Linked DNA regions of Capsicum annuum: region 1 is linked to region 2. Evidence: chromatin contacts called from public Hi-C data. All regions are on one chromosome and are shown on one strand. Each heading gives the region's core, a stretch centred on a gene start, on an enhancer-like site or on the middle of the called end of the contact. The rest is flanking DNA. Distances are from core to core; before and after follow the strand shown. Region 1 holds the start of LOC107857651 (protein S-acyltransferase 10). Region 2 holds the start of LOC107857650.

The links. Hi-C and Micro-C count contacts between places; a contact is called where the count stands out from the background.
Region 1: a contact with region 2 is called in a Hi-C map of leaf, with 4 times the contacts expected there. The contact joins the promoter of LOC107857651 here to the promoter of LOC107857650 in region 2. A contact is called at or near these places in 5 of 5 Hi-C or Micro-C datasets (bud, leaf, pericarp and 1 more).

The regions. Positions count from the first base shown.
Region 1 is chr2:16,212,863-16,217,619 of UCD10Xv1.1, forward strand. It overlaps LOC107857651 (protein S-acyltransferase 10), which reads left to right and starts at 2,519. Exons shown (of 11, transcript XM_016702506.2): 1 at 2,519-2,812; 2 at 2,958-3,072. The coding sequence starts at 2,749.
Region 2 is chr2:16,047,593-16,052,572 of UCD10Xv1.1, forward strand. It overlaps LOC107857650, which reads left to right and starts at 2,536. Exons shown (of 5, transcript XM_016702505.2): 1 at 2,536-3,354; 2 at 3,445-3,489; 3 at 4,035-4,337; 4 at 4,892-4,980. The coding sequence starts at 3,156.

The sequences.
Region 1 (4,757 bases), core at 1,269-3,768, 170 kb after region 2:
GTGAAGTATCATTTCTGTCCTTTCCCCTAAACTGAAAGAAAATTGATTTATCTTTTATTTCAGCTTTTACTTTAATTTTCCTTATTTTCCATCCTAAAATTACATAAATTTAAAGTTATCATATTTCTCTCTTTCTTATTAATTTTTATGATTATAATTACTATCTTGGAATTTCTCTATTTTCCTCATATTCCTTTCGTCGTCGTCTTTCTAAAATTAATTAAATACAATAGTTATGTGCATTAATGAAAAATATTATTTATTCTAAATATTATATGTTGTTTGTATAATTTATTTATAGCAGCCTTTATTTATTTTTTTCAGATTTTTTATTTCTTTTTATTTTTGTGATAATATTTTTAGGGAAAAATATCAATATTGTATCAAATTTTATATAATTAAGAATCAAAGAGTTAAGTGTGTGAATAATAAAAACATAATCTTCATAAGACAGAGCTGCAGAAATTCTGTAAGAAGATATAAATAGTGTCATTGTACTTTATAACAAAAAAAAAAGTCTACAGTAAACTGCATACCTCAAAATAATTTTTGTTAAAGAATAATAAAATTAGAAGTATGTGTAGACCGTTTATTAATGATTGTTTTTAATATTCAAATATTTAAAATAGGTTATGAATTTAATAAAATATATTATAATCACGCGAAGTGCGAACAAGTTCACTATAAATAAAAATCATCTATGGAGTTTTTAAATGCAGATTTTAATTTTCTCTATTTTTTTTATTAATATAGTTATATAACTATTTTTCTCCTTTCTTGATTTTTTTCTTCATCTTTTTCATCAATCAGGTGTTAAATAATCAAAAAAGATGACATAAAAAAGATGATGTTTCCAATATGGCCATCACTTGAATGAAGATCATAAATATATTCTTCAAAGACTCATCAAAGAGATGTTCATATTAATTTTGTGTGAATTCATCAAGATGAAGAACGAAGCTCAATTGTTATTTTTCTTCTTTCTTGATTTTCTTTTTCATCTTTTCATCAATCACGTCTTTAATAATCAAAAAAGAGGACATAAAAAGATGATGTTTCCAATATGACCATCACTTGAATGAAGATCATAATATATTCTTCAAAGACTCATCAAAGAGATGATCACATTAATTTTGTGCGGGTTCATCCAGATGAAGAACAAAGCTCAATTGTCTTGGAAGATTCATTAAGAGAGATAGTTATAGTAGTTTGGTGAAATGTAGAAGTTTGAATGATTTACAAATATTTTAAAGATTTATTAGTGTATTATTTTGATTTCAATTAATATTATTTTCTTATTTTTATTTTATTTCTTTATTTTGAACAAAGATGTTTAATCACATACATAATTCGCTTTTATTTAGCAAAAATTAAATAGTAAAACTCAACTAACCAGCATATTAGAAAGTTTAATTAGCAAATTTTACTCAATTAACTTTGCTCTTCTTCTTCTTATTATTAGTGTATGTTTTTATTTTTGTGTATATCTTTTTGTCAGTTTCTAATTAATTTGACCATGTTAATTAAATATACACCTTTTTTCAAAAATCTTAATGTTATAAACATGATTTTTTTGCTAACAGCAATTTTCTAAAATTTTGCCACAGTTGGAAGATAGATTAGCAATGGTATATTTCTCATAGTAATTGGTTATTAATGCCCTAAAAATATATGTTATTACTATATTAGAATCAGTCAAAGAATAAATGAATGAATCATCCTTTTAGTCTTTTAGAATTTTTATGATACATCAATTGAGCATATCCCAAACCTCACTTTGGTGAGAATATCCCAGATATGTTGTATTTGGTATTTTAAGTAAGCACATAATATTTTTTTTCAATGTGAACGAAAAACATATGACAATGTGCAGTAATAACATAATCATACGAGAGTATTTTTATATGATTGATTGTAAAAATTATCAAGCAGGTATAATCTATCGATTATCTCCTTATAAATTTATTTTTACTCACATAATTTATCTCCTTTATTTATCTTTATGGTTATTTAATTTCATGAATGAAAATGTGCTATAGACATATACAACAAATCAAAGAAAAAAATCTTCATACACACACATACGATATATGAGATCTATATATATTACTCTCTCTGATTCACTTATGTGATACCGACGGAATTTAGAGAGTCAATTAAATTTTTTAATATATTTTTTAAATATTTTAAATTATTTATTATTATGATTTATAATAATTGTATATTATTTTAAAAAAATATATGTTACTTTTCCTATCCCAATTTAGGTTGCACAAATAGAATTTGAAGAGTTAACCAATTGTTTATATGGTTTTAAAATATTTGAACTTAGTTACTTAAGATATGAAGAAAAACATCTCTTATCCTTTTATGATTTTAATTTTTTAAATCGAAAAAATAAAAAAAAATTATTAAAAAAATATAAAATTTTAAAAGAAATGAAGAGGGAAGGTGGTGGTGGGGAAGGGGGTTGTTATTTTCATAAATTTATTAATCACATGGCACGTTTTCACATCTCATTGAATGTGAAGTCATTTTTTATCCCTCTCCAGAATTTTTAAAGATGTTCGTTCAACTTCTTTTTCTTAATAATAATAATAATAATAATAAGATTACTTACACAACTCCCAGTTGTGGGAAAAGAAGAAAAAGGAAAAGTTATTCTACTCTCATTTGATTTTAGTCTGATAAACACAACACTGCAATTTTGAAATCTGGAGATGCTGATATTGAAAAATTAGTTTGAGGATGGTAGCATTATGTGGCGGCACATTGGAGGGTTTCTCCTTCTTCCCCTGCCTTTCCGACCCTCGTAACTCTTCTTTTCCTTTCCCCCTCCATTTTCTATATGTTAATGTATCTATGTCTAGTATAAACTGTTTCTTCAATTGACTCTTCCCTCTCTCTCTCTTTTAACGTGTAAATTTTTTACAAAAGTTTTGCTGATTGATTTGCAGACGGGAGATCGAATTTTTGCTTGAAATTAGCGTTGGTGATGCTGCATCTGACCTATGTCGCTCTTCTATTTGCTTTTGACAAAGAGTTTATTCAGAAAACCAACCAACACGCCTGGTAACTTATATATTACTCACTAGTATTATTTGTTTCAATCAACACTAACACATACTTTTTATCATCTAGACACCTCCAAAATTTATATGTTGTGTCAGCATTGGTGTCCACGAGACACAATGGGGACGAGTTGGAGTGTTTAGTTGCCGGTTAACGCCAAGTTTGAAGTGTTTAGATGTGCACTCTCAAAGTTCGAGTGCTTGCTTGCCAGCTGAAGCCAAGTTTGAGTGTTTGTTTATGTATAATGCCAAAACCGTATCCTTATACCTTTATAATGTTGGTACGATTTTCAATATCTTCATCCGCATCAAATTATTTTTTCCCAATTTGTAAGTTGAGCCTTATATATGAAGGAATCAATTGACATGGAATTGGTTGGAAGATGCAACCTTGAGATAAGCAGTGTTTGCTAAAATTTCTAGCTAAGATTAGTGATTTAGTGATTTAGTACTGAACATCAAATGGGGGAACTTGGAAATAATTCAAATGCCAAGGGGTTCTGTATCAATCATACAATTAAACTGATTTAGTAATACTTCTGAGAGAACAGCAGTGTTGGCGGATACACATGTTAGAAAGAGTTGGTTGCTGAACTTATTTCCATCTTAACAGAGTAAAATTGGGCTCTGAGGATATAGTAAGGAAAACAGTAGACTTCCGAGGTTGGTCGGGGGCTGAGTGCAATGAAAGAGAAGGAGACAGGATCTTTAACTCTTTAAGGGAGTCCATTCTCTTTGAAATCTAGGCTTAAATATTTAGTTGAGTGACAATCAGGTTGTAAGTGGTTAATCAATTTTTTTAAGAGGTTCGTAGGTCTTAAAGTAGTCCATCTGGCATTGGACACTATGATCGTGTGTGGTTAATAAGACATTTGATTTGAGTCAGCAACTTTTTTGAAATTTAGGATAAACTTTCAGGTCAGGTTACTAGTTGGGCTTAGTTTTTTATGGTTGGTACTGAGGCAGGAACAACTCTAAAAATTGTTAGAGCTAGACTTGCATGTGGTAAAATTGCTACGAGTTCTAGACACATTTCATTGTATAAGTGTATGTAGGAATGAAAGTTCTTTTAGCTTACAGTCCTATTTTTTATCAGAACCTTCTCTCTTTTCCTTTTCAGAATCTAAAATCTCCATAATGGTGCTCAAACAGAAAGATACTTTTATTTCGGGGTGCAAAGATCTAGGCTTAATGCCATTCTATGTTGCTCGGACTCAGCTGTTTTGCTGCCGAACCCGTCTCGACACGAGACTGGGGCGGGGTCGGGTCCTTCCGCCGTCTTCAATTCGGTCAAACGATTTCGGAGACGTTGACCAAACTAAAGAAGAAATTTGAGGGAAGCATCGAAATTAATTGACGCCTTACCCGAAAAAATCTTGACCAACAACCACCGGGACAGAGACGGTGTTATCGATGGCCGTCGCCGTCGCCTGAAATCATCGTCGCCTTCACTGAAAATCATCGTCGCCGTCACCTGAAATCATCGCGCAGTCGTCGTACGGTCAGTCGTCGGCGTTAACAGTGATGTTTTTTTTTTTTTTCAAAGTGATTTTTTTATGGTGTTAATAACATTTAATAATATTAATAATATTAACTGTATATACCTTTTAATGAAAAATAAAAACACGTGTATACAAGTGTCGGTCAGTAAACCTACTTTGTTTAAAAATTATACTTATTTTTTAT
Region 2 (4,980 bases), core at 1,286-3,785:
ATGCATCACTTAAAGGATTTTGAGTTACAAAGAAAATGGATGTGAATTTTACGATTCATTCATTAAGTTTTACATTTTAGGTTCTTGAAAGAAAGACATTTTTTATTTTAAAATATTCATGAACCTATTAACTATTACTTAATTAATAGTCTTCTCTTGCATGAAACTTTTACCCGATAAATAGTGTTTCTTTTGTTTGAAAAGACAAACACTCAAAAAATACTTTTCCCTTGAAAAATATTTGAGAGACATTGATCAAATGGTGAAATCACCAAGTTAAGAATAGAAAAGCAACATTCTTGAATGCTACTTGTTTTGTGGCTTAGTTGAATCCCGAAGATAGAGTTGTTACTAATTCTTCCATTTGCTCGTGGGAGAGACTCCAACTATCTTCAAGAAACGTATTATTGTGCTTCTAAGCCAAACAAATTTTATTTTGAATCTTTTTGTATAATTATTATTATTGTTCTAACAAGTGGGTAGGTGAATGAGTTGGATGGTAAAAGTTTCTTGTTGCATCTTGTCCATTGAGGTGGAAAGTAGCTACTAAAAAAGTGAGACCAGATAGTGGGTGGACACTTGACGATATTAGTAGTATGCATGCACGTTAATTGGTGTCAGGAATGAAATTGACTGCCATCTCTACTTTTAGAGAGCCCAACTTTGCTTCAGTGGCTATGGCCTTACATAGCCAAGCAACTAAGCCCACTTATATCGAATTTTGTGTGCAAATGAGCAATGCCACATTCAATCTACCACTAATAAAGATAAGAGTAAATTTAGCTTTATCCACAAATAGTATAAAGATTTTTTTTTTTTTTCTAATTTTGTTAATTAAAAGAACCAAATACAAACGACTGTGCTTTGTCAATTAGTTGATAACTTGACGTACTCATTCCATGAACCTTCTGAGTTGGTTTACGTGGTGTTGTAGATTTGTATTCGAATGTCGTCTTTCGCCATGACATTTGGTTATGAAGATGCCTTAACAGCCCATGCTATCCATTTTTGTTGTACGTATTGCGTGATGTGATAGGGTCGCTTGAAGCATTGACAAAGCCAGAATTTTTATTAAAGGGGTTCAAAATATGAAGAGGTAAGCACGTGAAGAAACCTAGAGATTCAACATCTACTATAAGTACATAAAAAATAATTTTGACCAGATATACATGTGTAATTTTTCATGAAGGAGGATCGAATGAACCCCACGCGACAACTTGGCCCCGCCGCTATTACATTATCTTATGATGGTTTAGCCGCATGAAACCCTTTTCAAATTTATCGACTAGTTAAGGTAGTTCAACTGGACATATAGGCTATGTTCGTACTGATTTTTCATGCAGAATCATAAATGGATGGCATAAAGGAATTCAATCACTACTCATCTCCCGAACGAGACGAGCTGCCTTTGGCTAGGAGCCTCTTTTCCTTCTGCCCAACTCTCCGAAAATATTATTTGATTTGCACGTGTTAAGCATATATATATATATAGATAGATAGATAGCCGGATCACTGCCTAATTACAAGGATTAAAATGCTTGAATCAATCAAAGAAGTATCAAATGGCCCAACGGACATAAAACAACTTATACTCTATCTATCCTCTGCCATGAAACCAACTTTGCATACAATTGAGACAAATTGTGAGGGTGATCACCAATATGTGCAGCAAGAAGAAAAAAGGGACCTACCTAGCTAGTATTTATACCCCCACTCAATATTAAGATAATGAGATTGACATCTTCACATGGATTCATGGATGTCCACACATGAATGAATTACATACAATAATATAATTTTACTTGCCATTAGATTTCTTCCATGCACTGTCCCACTGTTTCCCTAATTTCTCTTTCACCACAATCTTTCCAACCTATACTGAAAATAACACTACACTGTGGAATACACCTTCATCAATTTCTTGAAAATATATCATCACCCCATATCGATCTTCTTGGATATGGCAGTGTGACTAATAACACATGTTATTATTTCATTGGATATCTTCTTGCAACCATGAAATGAATTTTCATAGACAAGAAGGAATCATTCATTTACAACTTCTGAATGTTGCCTGGAGTACACATCAACATGTCATTTTCACTGTTTATCTACCTTTTTATTAAACTATTGTTAAGCTTAACTACTTAAATGACTAAACAAGTTGGAAGTACTTGGAACTAATAATTAATTGACTTCTGTTTCAGTCACAAGAAGAGCAGAAATTTTTAACTATTAACAGAAAGTTTTAGTCACCTCGAGGTAAACTCAAAATACATGCATCTTGGTGAATCAACATAAATTGGGGGAACTTTGACGTAACTGGTATAGTTGCTGCCATGTGACTATGAGGTCATGAGTTGATCAAGCCGTGGAAACATTCTCTTCAATGCAAGGTAAGAAGACTATGTAGGATAGACCCTTATGCGGCACTCCCCGAGCACCGCACATAGTGAGAGTGAGAGCTTTAGTGTATCAGCACCAACATAAATTTCTAGGCTATTTGGTACTATTTTTTTAATTTGTACCAAAATATAAAGGACGAAACTGCACGGTCTTGCAGACATAGAGCTCATTTGGTACACAGATCTAATTAACTAAGTTTGATATTAGATTATACCATGTTTGTTTAATGATATAAATTTTATCTCGAGATTAATTTATACCATCAACTAAACATGATATAAATTTATTACCAAACTTAATTCTGAGATACCTCACTTATCCTTTATACCAAAGGATCCATATAGTATTTCAGCTCGTAGATTGGGTACTTTTTCTTTACACTTTCAGTGCGTGGAAAGCAAAGGAAACCCCTACTACAATTATTTATGAGAATTCTCCTGCATTTTTAATGCAAAAGCAAGATCAAGTTAAAGCTCTGTCTGTTCTTTGCTACTTGCACATAAACCAAATATTCATGTGGCCCACTTTTAACTCATTTTCTTTGTGATTTTTTCATTTCCAATTTTTCAACATGACATAGGTTGCTTAAGGGTTGGAATTATAAATCTTGAAAATCTTTTTTGGAAGTTACATGTTACTATAAAGTTCATGCTCTTGACTATATTTTTCTGATTCGACAACTAGAGGGGGGCTATTGGACTTACCCTCCTAAAAAAGTTCCAAGTGCCATATAAGAAGAACGTAGTATCATGGAAGAGTCAAGAAAGCAAGATGAATCGGAGTTTAACTTGAGAGAATGGGCTCTTAAGGCTAAACTTAACAGAGAAAAAACCAATTCAAGAAGGTACTCTGCGTCTTATATTAGGAGTTTTAGAGAAGAGGCAAAATCTTTTAGATCAAACGTAACAATTTCAAGTACTGCTTCCTCCCCTGGCTACGCCTTAAGAGGTAACTCAAACACAACCGAAATATTGAATTGCGTATAAAAATATGGTTCGGAGTATTGTATCTCATGAAGTTCTAATCTTTTTTCTACAGAGGAAATTGATCCATCAAAATATTCGTTTACCACTGCCCTGAAAGGTGAGTCATTTGAAGATAGGAAGATCTAAAGGATGCGAATTAGGATAGAAGGCTAGTGCCAGTTTGGGTCGTTAGGGTAGGGTTTTACTTGGTGGGTGTATTATTCTTGTTATGCCACCTTGTTTCATGCTTTATTACGAACTTGTTTACTAGTCTTTGTGTACTATTCCTTGTGGGTGTCTTATTTATGTCATATCTTATTCCATGCTTTATTACGAATTTGATTATTATTCCTTGTCTTGAGCTGGGGGTCTATCGAAAACAAACTTTCTACTTCTCCGGAGTTAGTGGTATGGACTGCGTACATCTTACCCTCCCCAGACCCCACTATGTGGGAATACATTGGATTTATTGTTGTTGTTGTTGTTGTCACTCCCAGAAAGATCAATAGTGTTCTCACTTATCCTTTGGTGTCATTCAAACCCTTAACTTACCGGTTGATGGTGGAGGTGCTCAACCACTTGAGCAAGCCAAGCCTTCCATGTCGATTGAGATGAATGGCAATTTACAAGTTTACAAATTTTTGTGTTTGTTTTTGAGGGCAGCATTACAGGCAAAAACAATATACAGTTGGGAATACATGTCACCAGATGGTTTGGCACTGAATTCAAAATGGAATGAAGCTGAGAAATACATATGCAATCCATTGTCAGGGGAAGTTCCTTTGGAGTGTTTGTCTACAAAAATACTAAGTGGAAGATCATTTCGACAACCAGGAAACAGAATTGCAATCTCAGGACCTCTCATTTATCCTTCTCAAATACAAAATACACCACAATTCCAAACAAAGCACCATGTAGAGCCTTCTTTGCCTACAAATGAAGTTGAAGTCCAAATCCCAAGCAAAGGTGAGAAAAACTTGTTCTATTTTCATTTCTTCATTACTACTATCAAGTGTTCACTTTTCCAACCTGAACTATCATCAACTATTTGTCAAAACATACCTCAACTATCAATTGTTCTTCTTTCTTACCAGAAATATCAGCATATAGGAAAAGGAAACAACTGATAGTTGAAATGTGTTCTGTTAAATAGTTGGCGATAGTTCATGTAGGAAAAATGAATACCTCATAGTTTAGATAGGAAACTCGCAAAAAAACCTGATACTTTAGTTGTTGTTTTTTAACCATTGTCTCTTGTATTTACTTTATTATATCTTGAATACATCCTCCCACGTGCGACTGATTATTTTTCATGATCTAAGAAGTGAAAATTCGTTTTGATAAAGGTGGAGATGAGATTTGAAATGACGTGTTTCTCCTCTAGAACAACCATGTTAGAATGTGTGATCATCTCGCATAAAAGTTTAAGCTGTTAAACATAATTGTATGTTCAACATTATGAACCATCCTTAGTTTATTCTACTCACAGAGTTTTTCTCATTTTACACTTGTAACTTTAGAGAAGAAAGAAGTTACCGTTACAAGAGATAAGGGAACTCAAAGCATTTCAGCATATGTAAGTTCAAATAGTCCAAGTCCAGCTCCAACT